Regions from separate parts of the Mus musculus genome. Here region 1 is linked to region 2. The links are chromatin contacts, called in public ChIA-PET maps. All regions are on one chromosome and are shown on one strand. The core of a region is the stretch at or near the end of the contact, and the rest is flanking DNA. Distances in the headings are between cores, read along the strand shown. Region 1 holds the start of Ptma (prothymosin alpha). Region 2 holds the start of B3gnt7 (UDP-GlcNAc:betaGal beta-1,3-N-acetylglucosaminyltransferase 7).

The links. ChIA-PET counts read pairs in DNA pulled down with a chosen protein or histone mark.
Region 1: a contact with region 2 is called in an RNA polymerase II ChIA-PET map of memory CD8 T cells, with 42 read pairs. The contact joins the promoter of Ptma here to the promoter of B3gnt7 in region 2. A contact is called at or near these places in 2 of 484 Hi-C or Micro-C datasets (both in embryonic stem cells), 3 of 115 datasets of contacts at active chromatin or transcription factors (embryonic stem cells, memory CD8 T cells and microglia) and 2 of 9 other capture datasets (liver and pancreatic islet).

The regions. Positions count from the first base shown.
Region 1 is chr1:86,524,726-86,532,032 of GRCm38.p6, forward strand. It overlaps Ptma (prothymosin alpha), which reads left to right and starts at 1,832. Exons shown (of 5, transcript NM_008972.3): 1 at 1,832-2,225; 2 at 4,448-4,519; 3 at 4,731-4,827; 4 at 5,006-5,079; 5 at 5,240-5,987. The coding sequence starts at 2,181. The coding sequence ends at 5,287.
Region 2 is chr1:86,298,364-86,305,004 of GRCm38.p6, forward strand. B3gnt7 (UDP-GlcNAc:betaGal beta-1,3-N-acetylglucosaminyltransferase 7) reads left to right here and starts at 4,858. Exons shown (of 2, transcript NM_145222.2): 1 at 4,858-5,191. The coding sequence starts at 5,181. It overlaps Gm28626 (predicted gene 28626), which reads right to left and starts at 5,697. Exons shown (of 2, transcript NR_151592.1): 1 at 5,601-5,697; 2 at 4,700-5,255. It overlaps Gm16341 (a long non-coding RNA gene), which reads right to left and starts at 3,407. Exons shown (of 3, transcript XR_387210.3): 1 at 2,965-3,407.

The DNA of each region.
Region 1 (7,307 bases), core at 582-3,081, 220 kb after region 2:
ATTGAAGCACCGTCCCTCCCTATCTACAAAAAAGGGGTCTGGGCAGCTGCAGCTCAAAGGCCCTTCCCTGTTTAAGCTCCATATCCTCATCACAGTAAAGCCCGCTGGCGGGGGTGGGGCAGTTCGGACTCAGGCAGTTTGTGCAACCTAGGGCGCTGGGGCGCGATAACCGTCTCCGGCCATTAGTGTGCTCCGAGAAGAGCGAGACCCCGGGGGCCTTCACACCCTCCCTTGCCAGGGGCTGCCAGGACAGGAGCAACCGCTGGACAACGGGAGTGAGCGCAGGCCAAAGGGCGGCGGCAAGGCTTTCTCCTTAAAGGAAAAGCTCACACAGGCCCAAGCGGCTGGTGGCGGGACTGGCACGTGCGCGCGGGGATGCGGGCCGGCCACGTGCGGCTCGCGGGCCGACCCTGGGTCCAACTGCAACAGTTTCCCGACACTGCACGTTCCTCTCCTCTCCTCAAGCTCCGCATAGGGGCCTCCGGGTGAGGATGGGCCCAAACGCCGGGGGTGAGCCATAAGGGCAGTTCAGTCTCCTCGCCTCGACCTCAAAGCTCTAAGGGACTTGGCACCCATTCACCCTCCCCGATTCAAGACTCCGGGTTTTCCTCACTCCCGATTCCACGGCCCCCAGGAGACAGACAGCAGGAATGACCAATGGCAGGGCGCAAAGCGTCAACTTTGTGTTCGCCCGCCACTCTCAGCCAGTGTGTGCGGGTTTCTCCCAAGTCCCGCCTTCCGTGTCGGGCGCCCCCTCCTGGCGACACACAGTCGGACGCTATCTGCCGCCATCTTGAGTGTGGCGAAGTCGTTTCTCCGAACCCGTTTATAGCCATTCTGGTCGCTCTTCTCACAGGGCAAATTCCTTAGTTCGACAGCCAAGTGAGACAGCGCTAAAAATGGAGTAATATAGTATTTTGAAGTTGTTCGCGTGAGCCGAGTCGCCACGTCACGCCACGCTTGCCGAGTCCAACGCCATCTTGAGTGTGGCGTCTTTATGGTTTTTCTTTTCTCAGGCTCCGCGTGGTACCGTAAATGGCTCAAGTTTGAAGGAACCCCTTCAAGGACTAGTCCTAATGGCCGGGGAGACAAGTTTCTCCCAGTTGCACACTGTTCATATGCCCACTGGAGCCTGCAAAATGTTAGGGGAGAGGGGTAAACTCGATGGCCGGGCGGGGCTCTGGATGATGTTAAGAGCTGTCGCGACGGCAGTGACCTCTTACAGCAGACGCTGACCAGAGAGCCCTGAGGCGCGACACCGCCTTGTGGCGTGAGGCCCCAGGCCTGTCTCGCTCGAGGACACCGGGACTTTCGCATGAGTCCCCCCAAGTGTGCAGGGCGCGAGGCCCACTCCGGAGCTGACCCTGGACGGCGGGACAGTGGTGGGCGGTGGGGATCACTAGTGTCATCGAGGCGGAGGGAAAGGAGGACGGGGCGGAAGGTGCGAGTCACAGTCACCCCGTTGTGTGGACTGATGTTCACTTGAACTGGGACAACTTGCTCTTCGGTGCGGGCAGGTCCCGGGCGCGGGAACCACGCGGGACACCGCCCGGGGCAAGCGCCGCCCATCGCTCGCCTTCCCCTCCCCCTCCCCCTGGCGGGCAGTGCTCCCGCTCCCCCTCCTCCCTCCCTCCCCCTCCTTCTTCCGAGCAGTCGCGAGGGAGGGGGAGGACCGGGGCTGGGCGGGCAGCTTTGCCGCGCTTTAGCTTTCTGCGTCAGAGGCCTTAGCAAAACAGCTGCGGGAGCGCGCACGCGCGCGACCCCCCTCCGGCGTGGCGAGACCCAACAAAATTCAACACTCTGAATGACAGTGCGGCGGGGGACTGCGCAGCGCGCGCCAAGCCGAGGCACTGCCGCTTTAAGCTCACTTGCCCATTGTTCGGAATCGAGCCAATGAGAGGACGCCCGCTCCCTGCGCTCAGCCAATAGCGCCGGGACTAGGGTGGCTGAGCACCGCCCACTAATCTATATTAAAGCTTCTGGCGCCGCGTGAGTCCCCCACTGGCTGCTCCGAAAAGCCATCTTTGCATTGTTCCTGGGTCGTGCTCCGCGCTCGCTGCAGCCACCTTCGCCGCCCACCGCCTCCTCCAGCGCGGACTCCGGCAGCTCTCTCGCCAGAGTCCTCGAACTCGACTTTTAATTCCCTCACTCGCGGCATCGGACCACCGGCGTGCCCCACCATGTCAGACGCGGCAGTGGATACCAGCTCCGAGATCACCACCAAGGTGAGGCTGGACGCCGCCCGCCCCCTCGGGGTCTGCGCGCCGTCGCCCGGGCGGCGTTGGGGCGCGTGGTTGCGGGCTTTCAGGAAAGCATCACGCAAACGCTTTTCCAGGCGACCCCGCCACCCTCCAGCGGCGCGATGGCCCCGGGCAACACTCTTTGTGTGCGGGGGAGGGGGCGCGAAGCGGCGCGGGCATTGGTGCCGCCGTCGGGAGCTGGCCGATGGCCTGGGGTCGCCTCGGAACTCGGACGCAAACGGGGAGGGCCGAGACGCGGATTCTCGAAACTTGTTTGCGAATGGTTTGAGCGCTCTCGGGGCCGGGGTCGCGGGGCCGCGGCGCACGGAAATAACTTTGAAACTCCGGCGCGTCCGCAGTCGGAAGTGTGGGGGGCGCGTGTGCGGCGCCGGCGAGCTGAGGGCGCCCGCGGCCGAGTCGCTCTTTGTTAGGCGCCCGGGTTCGCGCCCTATAGCGGGCCGGCCACCGGTTATCCGGGATGACGCGGATGGGGCGGCGTGCTGCGCTGGGGGGATTCTGACCGCGACACCTAAGGGTCTGGTCCGCAGCCACGGGTGAACGCGGGTGGTCGTGTTTGTCCCCGCGGCGGCGGACCTCGTCGCAGGGTCAGTCATTGCTGACGGGGTTGGGCCCGGGCGGCGAGCCCACGCGAGAGGGGGAGGAAATAGAAAGTGAAGCTGCGGAGCGGCTGGACGCCCCCCCACGGCTCCCCAGCTGCGGTGGTGCCGTGGCGGTCTAGAAGCCCGCGCAGCACCGCGGTCCTGGCTGGGGTCCTGAGGCAGGGGCTCGCCCTCCCGGTGGAGTCTTCTCCACCCTCAGCCGTGTTCGGTTCGGACTCGTTGCTTTCAAACACCTCGATGTTCGCACCCCGCTTGTCCCGCAGTGGGGACTCAGTCCCAGTCGCCTTGTTTCTTTAAACTCCCGTGGCTCGCCATCTCCCTCGGCTGGTGCGACCCCGTGCAGAGCGCGCTCTGGAGCGATGCCCGCCACCGCTGTAACACTTTGTAGCAAGCATGGTCCCACCTCCGCCCTCGGCGGGAGTCTCAGGTGAATTCCCGCGAGGTCCAGCGCTCCTAGGGAGCGCCCCCCCCGAAGGTCTCGAGGGTCGGAGCCGAGGAGCTCCGAGTCCCTGGTGACCTACCGCGAGAGCTTGGCGCCAAAATCGGAGCCGGAAGCCGCGTGTTGCCCCTCACAGGCAGGACCCCAGGGGGCAGCACGGAGCGGGCTTTCTCCAGTGGGTGACTCCGCTCCCCTGGATGAAAGCGGACCTCGGGTCTCCAGGGCACAGGGCGCACTTGGCGCCCCGGGCCACGTGCTCTTTGCGCGCGGTGCGTGCAAGAGGCTCGCGCGCGTAGTTCGCTGGGTGAGCTATGCGCCTGCGCACCGCTGCCACCCCGCCCCCACTCACTCCCCCGGGCTTCGGCCGCCAGGGGGCGGAAGCGGGTGCAGTGGGGTCCTAGGCAGGCCTCCGGTGGGCGCGAACCCACCATTGCCGGCAGGTAACCCAGCGGTGCACCGGCGGAATTAGCTGGACCATGTTCCTGGGCCCCGACCGAGCCGACCGTTCAGCCGTCGTAGTGGGAAAAGTTACCCAGTGGTCCGGCCCCGAAGCCGCAGGGCCCAGAGTGCTAGTTTATTTCCTTTGGGCTGTGGAGGCCAGGAGGTCCCTAGTACCAAGCATGGCTGGTGTGACTTGAAGGGGGTGTTTCTGCATGCCCAGGCGCTTTCCGATCCCCATCCAGACTCTCCCATCCATTCCTGAGCGAATGACCGTCGACTGGCTCCTCCCTTCTACCTTATTTATTTAAGGCACACAGCCACTGCCTTCCAAGAAGGGTTTCTGAGGGGTGGAGCTCCCTCTAGCTGGAAACCGGCGGCAAAGGGCGTGCAGGTAAGGGCTACAGTTCCCGAGCTTGTCTGCCTGGCCTGGCGGGTTTGTGGCTATGATGCCATATGGTAGAGGAGTGCGTTGAGTCGACACATGAGTCTGCCTTGTTTTCAATGTATCTAGAAGATGGAAAGCATAGGATTTGGACTACAGGCCTTGAGTACCTACTATGGTCCATGCTGACATTACCCTAGGGTGGCCAAGTAGCCAGTGACTCAGATTGGTCCTGTGGACCAGCTTTGTCTAGTTTTCAGCACTTTGGCTGATGGGTGGCCCTCTATTGTTCTGAAGACTAACGGGTTTCCTCTTCCTTCTAAAGGACTTGAAGGAGAAGAAGGAAGTTGTGGAGGAGGCAGAGAATGGAAGAGATGCACCTGCCAATGGGAACGCTGTGAGTGTCCAAGTAGCTGGGGCTTGTGTTCCCAGTTTATACTTTTTTAAATTTTCAGCTTAGTTCAGGATGTTGGACCAGACAAGGGAACTTGTCTGATTTTTGTTTGGGAGGTGGTGTGGTAGCTGTATGGTGTGGGGAGGGGCAAGGTGCACTAGATATACAGGCCTGCTTCAGAGCTGGCTAATGGCAGATGTGTTTTCTGTTAAAGCAAAATGAGGAAAATGGGGAGCAGGAGGCTGACAATGAGGTAGATGAAGAAGAGGAAGAAGGTGGGGAGGAAGAGGAGGAGGAGGAAGAAGGTGACGGTGAGTAGTCTTGTTTTCTCAGGTTCCTTCCTTGGCTTTTACTGCCAGAAGGGAGAGGTTGGGTTTCTGGGCAGTTGGACCACTTTGAACTGCAGTGTACTCCACCCTCCTATTGGGGCCGTTCTTGATCTGCAGCTGGGAGGATAGTGGTTTATGTGGGCCTTGATTGATTCTCCAGGTGAGGAGGAGGATGGAGATGAAGATGAGGAAGCTGAGGCTCCTACGGGCAAGCGGGTAGCTGAGGATGATGAGGTATGTGTGAGGTTCCTTTCCTGGGGCACTAAAAGCTTTGGGGGTTTCTGGCAAATGGTGAAGGGTTCTTAGTGGACCCCATCCCAGCTTTGCTCTCTGGGAGTTGTGGGCCAAGGCCTAGGGAGCTTATGTGTAGTCACAGGCCTGATGTTCTCTACAGGATGACGATGTGGACACCAAGAAGCAGAAGACCGAGGAGGATGACTAGACAGCAAAAGGAAAAATAACCTTACGCACCGTGACCTATTCACCCTCCACTTCCCGTCTCAGAATTTAAACGTGGTCACCTTCGAGTAGAGAAGCAGGCCCCGCCCGCCCACAGCGGGCAATGCCACCCACAGATATGACATGCGCTCTCCACCACCCCTCCAAAACTACAACATGAATTGGCAACATGGGAGGAAAAAAGAACCAGAACTTCCCAGGCCCTACTTTTTTTCTTAAAAATACTTTAAAAGGAAAATTTGTTTGTATTTTTTATTTACATTTTATATTTTTGTACATATTGTTAGGGGTCAGCCATTTTTAATGATAACGGGTGACCAAACCAGCCTTCAGAGCGTTTTCTGTCCTACTTCAGACTTTACTTGTGGTGTGACCATGTTCATTATAATCTCAAAGGAGAAAAAAAAAACCTTGTAAAAAAAAGCAAAAACAACAACAAAAAAACAATCTTATTCCGAGCATTCCAGTAACTTTTGTGTATGTACCTAGCTGTACTATAAGTAGTTGGTTTGTATGAGATGGTTAAAAAGGCCAAAGATAAAAAGATTTTTTTTTTCCTTTTCTTTCTGTCTATGAAGTTGCTGTTTATTTTTTTTTGGCCTGTTTGATGTATGTGTGAAACAATGTCCAACAATAAACCGGAATTTTATTTTGCTGAGTTGTTCTAACAATGGTGTCTCAAAGCCTGGTTTTTCTGTGTGTACTTTGTTTGGGATGGGGTCTTTTCTATACCCAGAACGTCCTGAGTGAGTGGTTATGTGCCACAACACCCGTTTTTCTGGGGAGAGGGTAGTCCTGGAATTGGATGGCATTTTTAAAGTTCTACGGGGAAGGTCAGGACAAAGCTGCAGTTAATCATGGGGCATTGGGAGAGGTTCTTTACTGTTGTGACACCAACATTTCTTCCTGAGACTTAGGCCACTAGTCCCAGGCATAAACTGGAGAGATGTGCTGTACACAGAGCCCTTGGTGGCACAGGCCAAGTCATCTTGTTCCAAGTTGTGAGTCTTCTGGCTGCTGTCCATGTAATTAGTATACTGTTTAGTGGCTCCTAGTGTTAGCTCGCCTGCCAAGCCTGTAGGTCCTGAAGGGTCTATGCCCATGACTAACCTGGGCAAGCTCTAGCTTTACAGTGACTGTTCAAGTCCCTTACAGGCACTGCAGGAGGGTGGGCGACTTGTTCTTTAGAAGAGTAAGAAGAGCATCCTGTAGGGGTGCTTTGCTACCTTGAGGGGTTGGAGTCCAAGAATGTGAGTCCTTGAATGTGAATCGCTTTAGCTACTGAATCTAAAGGTTGGGGAGAGTTTACAGACTGGGCTGGCTGAATTTATGGAGAATGGGTTTTCCTAGTTTGCTCATGCCCAGGAATTTCAGGTATTGGTGGGTGGGTGAACTGCAGGGAATGGAGACTGAAGAACGTTGGCCACAGTTTTTTGATGAGTACTGAGTTACACAGGCAGTCTGGGCTGAGTTCCCAGGACCACAAAGATTATACCTAGGAGTAGAAACTAGTGAGCATTTAAAATTTAGCATGGCATTGCATATCTTTAACTGGGGGGCAGAGGTAGGATGCATTTTGAGGTGAGCTTGGTCTACAGTTCCGAGTTCTAGAACAACTAATGCTATACAGAAACCTGCCTCAAAAAACAACCAAACACAATCTCAGACCCTGGATCCCACTAAAGACGGGAAAGAAGTGGAACCTTCCCTGGGAAGGGAGATGGGGAAATGTGGAGTTGACGCAGTGCACAGGGAGAGCAAAGGCTGGAGAAGGGTGGGAGAGAAATGGGTTCATATACAAGGACCTGCCCCTGTTGTCTACCCCCTTATACCTGGAAGCCCCGACCTTTCCTCGTCTTCCCTCCTTGGTGCAGAGAGGACTTAGTGTGCTGTGGTTGTAACTTAGCTCTGCATATTGCCCGGGCTGTTCAAACTCCCGGATCAAAGTCTGGGGCTTCAGTAGAAATCTGGGCCTAATCATCTCTGTGCTGGCTCATCCCCGG
Region 2 (6,641 bases), core at 3,608-6,107:
GTAACATACCAGGCTGGAGAGGCGCCGGAGCTACCACTGACAGTTACCACTACAGAGCCTGGCTGCCGGCAGAGCAGAGTTGAGCCTCAACGTTGAGTCTTGCATCAGGGGTGAGGATCTAGACCAGTCCAGAAGGATGGACAGATGGATGGCAGGTCCAGATGGACAGACAGATGGAAAGATAGCAGTTCAAGGAGGGTGTGTCAACATCAGGGAGTCAGCCAAACTGAAGCCCCTGAACAGTCAGAAATTCTGTCAGTCCACTGACATAAAACCCAGGTGGTCAGGTGACAGACAGGTCAGTGGGACTAGAGCCCATGGCAGGGTAGGGGGCCTGTCCTTTCGTGGGGTCCAGGTGGCAATGTTCCACCGTTTCCTCTGTCTGGTGTGTGCCTTAAGTCCTCAGGCCTCATTTTCCTGAGAGGACTGTGCTCATACGCTCACATGGTCCCAATTTACTTTGATAAATATAAAGGGCGACACCTTTCCTACTTATAGGAATAAGTTATTTATCCGCCTGCATCTCATGTACGACAGCATTTGTACTCAAAATGAAGCCAAAAGCCGCTTGTAAAATAGTGCCTCTCAGGGCAAGGGGCAGCCTGGAAAATACTGCTATATACAATATGGAAGGACTTAGGACAGAGACTGCCTGCTCTTAACACGTTAGCTAAAGGAAATTCCAAGAATTCAACTAGACTCTTATGTGTAAGATACCCCAGGCTCGGAGGAGTCTCCCTGCTCTCCCCTGCTCTTCCATCTCCTCCCATCTCCTCCTTGCTCCTTCTTGGGCCCCTGACTTACAGAGAGGACCTCTGTCTGTCTGTAAGATGGTTCAGCTGTTATATCTCACCTGTCAGGTTTATGTCATATACAGACACACACACATACCACATACATACATACATACACACACATACATACACACACACATATATACATACACACATACATACACACACATACATACACACATATATACATAAACACACATACATACACACACTAAATATATAAGTGTACATTTAAAATTGAAATAATAAAGGGGAGCCAGCCTCCAAGGAAATACGTCCCCTCTGTTCATCCCTTAGCATTCCCCTGCTCCAGATCCTGCCTCCCGTGCCTCCATGTGGGGGAGACCAGACCATTTACCTGTGGGGACTCTGCCAGTGCTGACCTGAATAGCATCCCTGGGTTCTCCCTGACCCCTTCAGCACCACCCTGTACTGTGTCAGGTTCTCAGTATTGGACTCCTATGAGGACCAGAGGTTCCACTCTCACACTTTTGTTTGTTTGTTTGTTTGTTTTTGCTAGACAGGGTTTCTCTGTGTAGGTAGCCCTGGCTGTCCTGGAACTCACTCTGTAGACCAGTATGGCCTCAAACTCAGAAATCTAGCTGCCTCTGCCTCCCAAGTGCTGGAATTAAAGGCTCAGTATGTGGGCACACTATCACTGTCTTCAGACATACCAGAAGAGGGTATCAGATGCCTGTTACAGATGGTTGTGAGCCACCATGTGGTTGCTGGGAATTGAACCCGGGTCCTCTGGAAGAGCAGTCACTGCACTTAACCACTGAGCTATCTCTCCAGCCCTCATTCTTAACACTTTCTCATCAGATATCATCTCAGACCCAGACTTACCCACTGCAAACTTCTAGAACAAAATGCAAAGCAGGCATCCTACCACGGTTCTGAGCTTGGAGAAACTCCTTTCAAGGTCTGCATAGGAAAACATGTCAGGGCAATTCTCAAGATCACCCTGACCAACAGCTAGCCCTGAAGTCACAGAGGACCCATCATAGAAAGTTCCAGACCAGGGTAGTGCTCCACAGAGCTGGTCTGGGATGGACAGAGGAGCCATGCAATTTTTTTTCTTGTCAGGCAACTCTTTTCCTACCAGCCATTGACCTCTGACTGCCCCAGCGCTGCCTCACTGGCCTCCAGCTGTGAGTGTAGACAGCTGAATTTGAAGCCCCAGCTGTGGCTACCCCTGGAATGTAACACTCACTAAAACTAATTCACATGCCCTCAACTATTAAAGTGACTGCAGCTGACAGGGCTTGTTAGTCCTTCGGCCACTAGCTCCAAGTCTCTGCCCATGGCAGACTCTCTCCAAGGTTCCCATGGTTCCTTACTTTCTACTTCCCTGTTCTTTCTGACCCAGGGCAGCCTCTACATTGTCTCGCAACAATATCTACCCAGTATGCCCTCTCATGGGTCAGTTCTCCCTCCATCTTAAGTCTCTGCAGACCTAATGGGGAGGGAGAAGTCACAGGGAGAGGGAAATGGGAGCTGGGGAGAGCAAGTTATCCAAAGAAGGAGTGGGAAAGGAGAAAAGGGTGTTTCTTGATGTACTTCTATATGCTAGGTCACTGAGCACCCCTTCTGGGGCAGCAAGAGAACGTTCAGAAAATGACTTGCTGGTTTAAGGACTCTATTCAATCCCTTCTTCCACCCACACCAATGCTTCCTGGAACTGCGGTCTCCTCCCACTGAGCTCTCACCACAGCATGGGGGGCAGTGGCAGAGTCCACTGGCAGACTGGCCTTGCTCAGCCACTCCAGTTGTTCTGAGACAGTCCCTAGCCGGCTGCTATGCCCTCGTGGCTGGACAGGTGGAGGGAGTCAGACTAAGGGAGCCCAACGGTGGGGGTGGGGAGTCACTGTGGTTCTGAGTAGCAATGGGGACCTGTGGCTCAGTGAAAGAAGAATAGGGTGACATTGGAAAGTGACCAGAGCCTGGGGAACACACACGCACACACACACGTGCAAGGACTCATGTACTTCATTGTTACACATTTCCCCATTCTGAATTCACAGACCAAAAGATCTTTGACAAACTGACCAGTTCAACTGAAAAACCCAAGGTGACCTTGGGCGGTTCCCCACTTCCCCTGCTTCCCTGTTCCCTTGGGATCCCCTGGGATAGGTCAAATATTAGTGATCATAATATCAAAAGCACCCACCTGTCATAAGGCTCAGCGTGTAGGGGACACTGGTGTGTCTGCTTCCTCTGTCATCTCACATAACTCTGCATTGGCAGGAAATTGAGGTCTCAAGAGGATAAGCCAGCTGCCCCCCAGCAGCAGCCAGGAAGTGGGGAAAACTGGCCCAACCCCCAACCCTCTGGCACTCAGCCCTTACCAGAAACACCTGTGTCCACCTTCACCTACACCTGGAGAAATGCCACACTGGGATGAAGGGTGAATCAGAGGCCAAGAGGGCTGGTCTCCCCCAAGGCACCTTGTGGAGAGCTGAGACAGAGCACCTGCTCTTCCCCAAAGTCACACTTACAGGGCAAAAAGAGAGACGCCCAAAGCCTGGGTGTGCCAGCTGTGTTGGCACATTTATAACCCCCATCGTTCAGAAGGCTAAGGCAAAGTGATCTGGAGTTCAAGGCCAGCCTGAACTGCATGCCAAGACCCTGATTCAAAACAAACCACAATATCCTGGGTGAAATAGCAGAGACAGGGATAGGTAGCCAGTACCAAGCTAAGACAACCAGGACTGAAGACTGAGGACCGGTGTGACCTGGGACTAGTGGGACTGCAGTGACTCCTAGGGGCAGGCAGCCAGGCCTGTGAGACTTACACTTCAGGCCAGGGCTTCTTGAGGACTTAAAAGGGGCATTGTCCCAGGATTCTCCTCTGAATTTTTCATCTGAAGGCCCTTCATCATTTCCGACTGGAGCTTACAAATTCCAGAAAATTCCACTATTTGTTTAAGCACACACCCGAGCCTAAGGATCGCTAAGGGAAGGACAAAAGTAATCTTCACCCTTAGGACTCCCTGGGACTTTCTGTCTCCCTGTATTCCCTGGGAGAGGAACAGCATTGCAGAAAGGTATTGAGTTCCCCAGTCCTACTATCTGATAGAAATGCCTGAGCCGGGACTCAGGGACCACCTCCTGAGCCAGGCAGACCTCCTGGGTTTGAATAGTAAGGTTGTGACTTCATCTAAGGGTGTGTGTCCCTGACTCTAACTCCTGGTAAGATAGGAACAAACCATAGCACACGTCTCCAGAACCAAGTGAGCCACTGATGCCGGGGACCTAGAACCAGGCTTGACAGATAGGAAGTGCTGGAATGTAAAAAGTCCTGTGGGTATTTCTGAAGCGACCCCAGACCCCCAGACATCTGGATGACAGAAGGACCAGTAAGCAGCCTTATCTACCAGAAATGTTCCCAAGTCACCCAGAGGAGGCATCAAGGTGTCCCCTCCCTCCCTGTACTGTGATTGTGGTGTGTAGCCCACTCCCAAGAGAAAATGGTGCTCACACCGCAGAATAATAAAAACCTGGAGACAAAAAAAAAAAAAAAGTGGGGGTGCGGTTAAGTGAAGGATTTGTTGGCAATACAAGAAGGAGGTTTTTGTTTGTTTTGAGACAAGAGTCTCATTAGGGAGACCTTGCTGGCCGGGAACTCACCATGTAGACCAGGCTGGCCTTAAACTCGCAGAAATCCACCAACTGGGATTAAAAGCACATGCGAACACGCTAGCAAAAGAATGGACTTTTTGCAGAGGATAATAAGCCTTCTCACTGGGGGGTGGTAATGCAGAAAGAGTGGGAAACCCAGAGCTGGATTGACCTGAGCTGGCTGGGGGTCTAACACAGGCAACCCAGCATCATCTTCTCTTGAGATCGCCGCCCAGGCCTAAGCGAGCCCGGGAAGAAGAAAAGTAGACAGGGCAGAGATAAGGTAACTTTAGGGAAACAGCCTTTATCCACCTCCCTCCACTCTACACACCCAGGGCTACTCCAGAAGGAAGCAACCAGGCCGCTAGGCGCCGGGTGGGCGTGGAGGTGGGCGGTGTCCGACGTCCCCACGTGTCCCGAAGGAGGCGAGGCGGGCGACCCCGTGAAGGCCCAGCAGCGGGGAAGTCGCCGCCTCAGGATGTTGGCGATCTTCAAGGTCTCTGAGATTCTGGCTCTTCCCTTCGCGTTCCCGTGGGGCGTGCCTCTGAGGTGGCCAGGGCTGAACGGAGTTGCTGTCCCCACAGTGAGCCGGGGCACAAAGGGTTAACCTACCTGGGCCACCGCCCCTGAGGCCCCTCCTCCAGCCGCAGGGAAAAAAAGAAAGTCTCAGCGGGGGTGCGGCTCGGCCTCGTCCCGCTGTCCCCAGCCGCGGCGCTCAGAGCTGTGATCCGTGCGCCCCGCTCAGCTGCCCTGGACCGGGCCGCCATGTCTCTGTGGTGAGTCGGGGTCCCGGTGGGGCGCAGAGTACCTCCGAGCTTCACCTCCTCCCGGGGCCGCAGACTGCAAGGGATGCACGCTAGGTGTCCTGAGGCCGACCCCAGTTTCCCCGGGCAGCGAGGGTGGCGGGAGATGCGGAGCAGGGCGCGCCGCCGGAGCGGCAGATGGGATGTGGGAGATGCGAGGCGCACGCTTGGCTCTGCGGCCACGACTCCGGCAGCCTGTATGCAACGTCTCTCTAGCCTTGGGGTTTCACTAGCAGACACACACACACCCGACCCCTCCGGTCCCTCTTCCCTCCTGTGGCCTCTTCTCCGGACCGCCTCGACCCTTCTCCTTCCCCGGCTTTGCTCTTACTAATGGAGTGGATTGGTATGTGCGAGCCAGGGCCCTGAGGCTGGTTCTTACCCGGACTCCGGAGCTACGACGTGGAGCTTCTTTAGAACCCTGAGGACTGGAGTACTGGGTTCAGAATTCTCTTACTTCCATTCCCAGCAGCGCGCCTCCAGTCATTTCTGTCTTTCTCCATCCAACCTGGTAACCAGGAAGTCATGGGGCTCTTGAGGAAAGCTCGATGAATGTGGGTAGGAGGACTTAACATTCACTCACCCTGCGCCTCCGCAGGCTTAAAACCTGGCGTTATCTACTACGTGCTTCGTGGGCCCCTGGCTCTTGTACCTCCCAGACTTGGAGGTGAGAACCATCTCTCTGCTGGCCCAGTCCTGGAAAGTCATGAGTCTCCCAGTGTGAGCTAAGGAGGGAAGGTTCTTGGGGAAGGGGGCACAGGCAGGATCATTCCTGAGAAGAGCTAGGATTTCTGCCTCTGAAAAGGGTGTGCTGGGCTTACTTGACCAGGTAGGGGCCCCGGAAAGTGGGTTTTCGTCCCCAGGACTGAAGGGCTAGGCACCTCATTGCTTTGTGTAGAATATAAAGGTAAGGATAAGGAGTCGTGATGGGATCTGTCCACTTCCCTTCGAGACTTCCCAATTAGAGCAAGAAAGGCTCGCTTCTGTTGAGTCAGTGGGGGCTGCTAACCCACTCCCCACTGCAGCCCACAAGGAGACTCCCCAAAAGCTGCAACAAGGATACTGTCTTTTTCCCTTAGAGTGACTGGTTCAAAGTGATACTGCTGTCCACATATGTATGTGAACTAAAAATAAAAACCAGAGCTCAGGGGATGGACAGTGGTCTCTTTTCCTGGCAAAATGACAGCATTTCACTGGGTTCATGCCTGGTACTTTATCCTGTGTTCTGTCCCATTTTGGGGGAACTTAAGGGGTTAAATGGCCCCCTTCCCAAAATTGTTGTTGGGTTTGGGACCCCAGTAGCTGAATACACAGTGCTTCTTGAGTTGGGCAGTTAGCATGAGAAAAGCAGCAGGTTCCTCTGACCTTCCAGGAAGTAGAGTCCACTGGCCCATCTATGGGCCCCTAATCCTCAGGAGGAGTA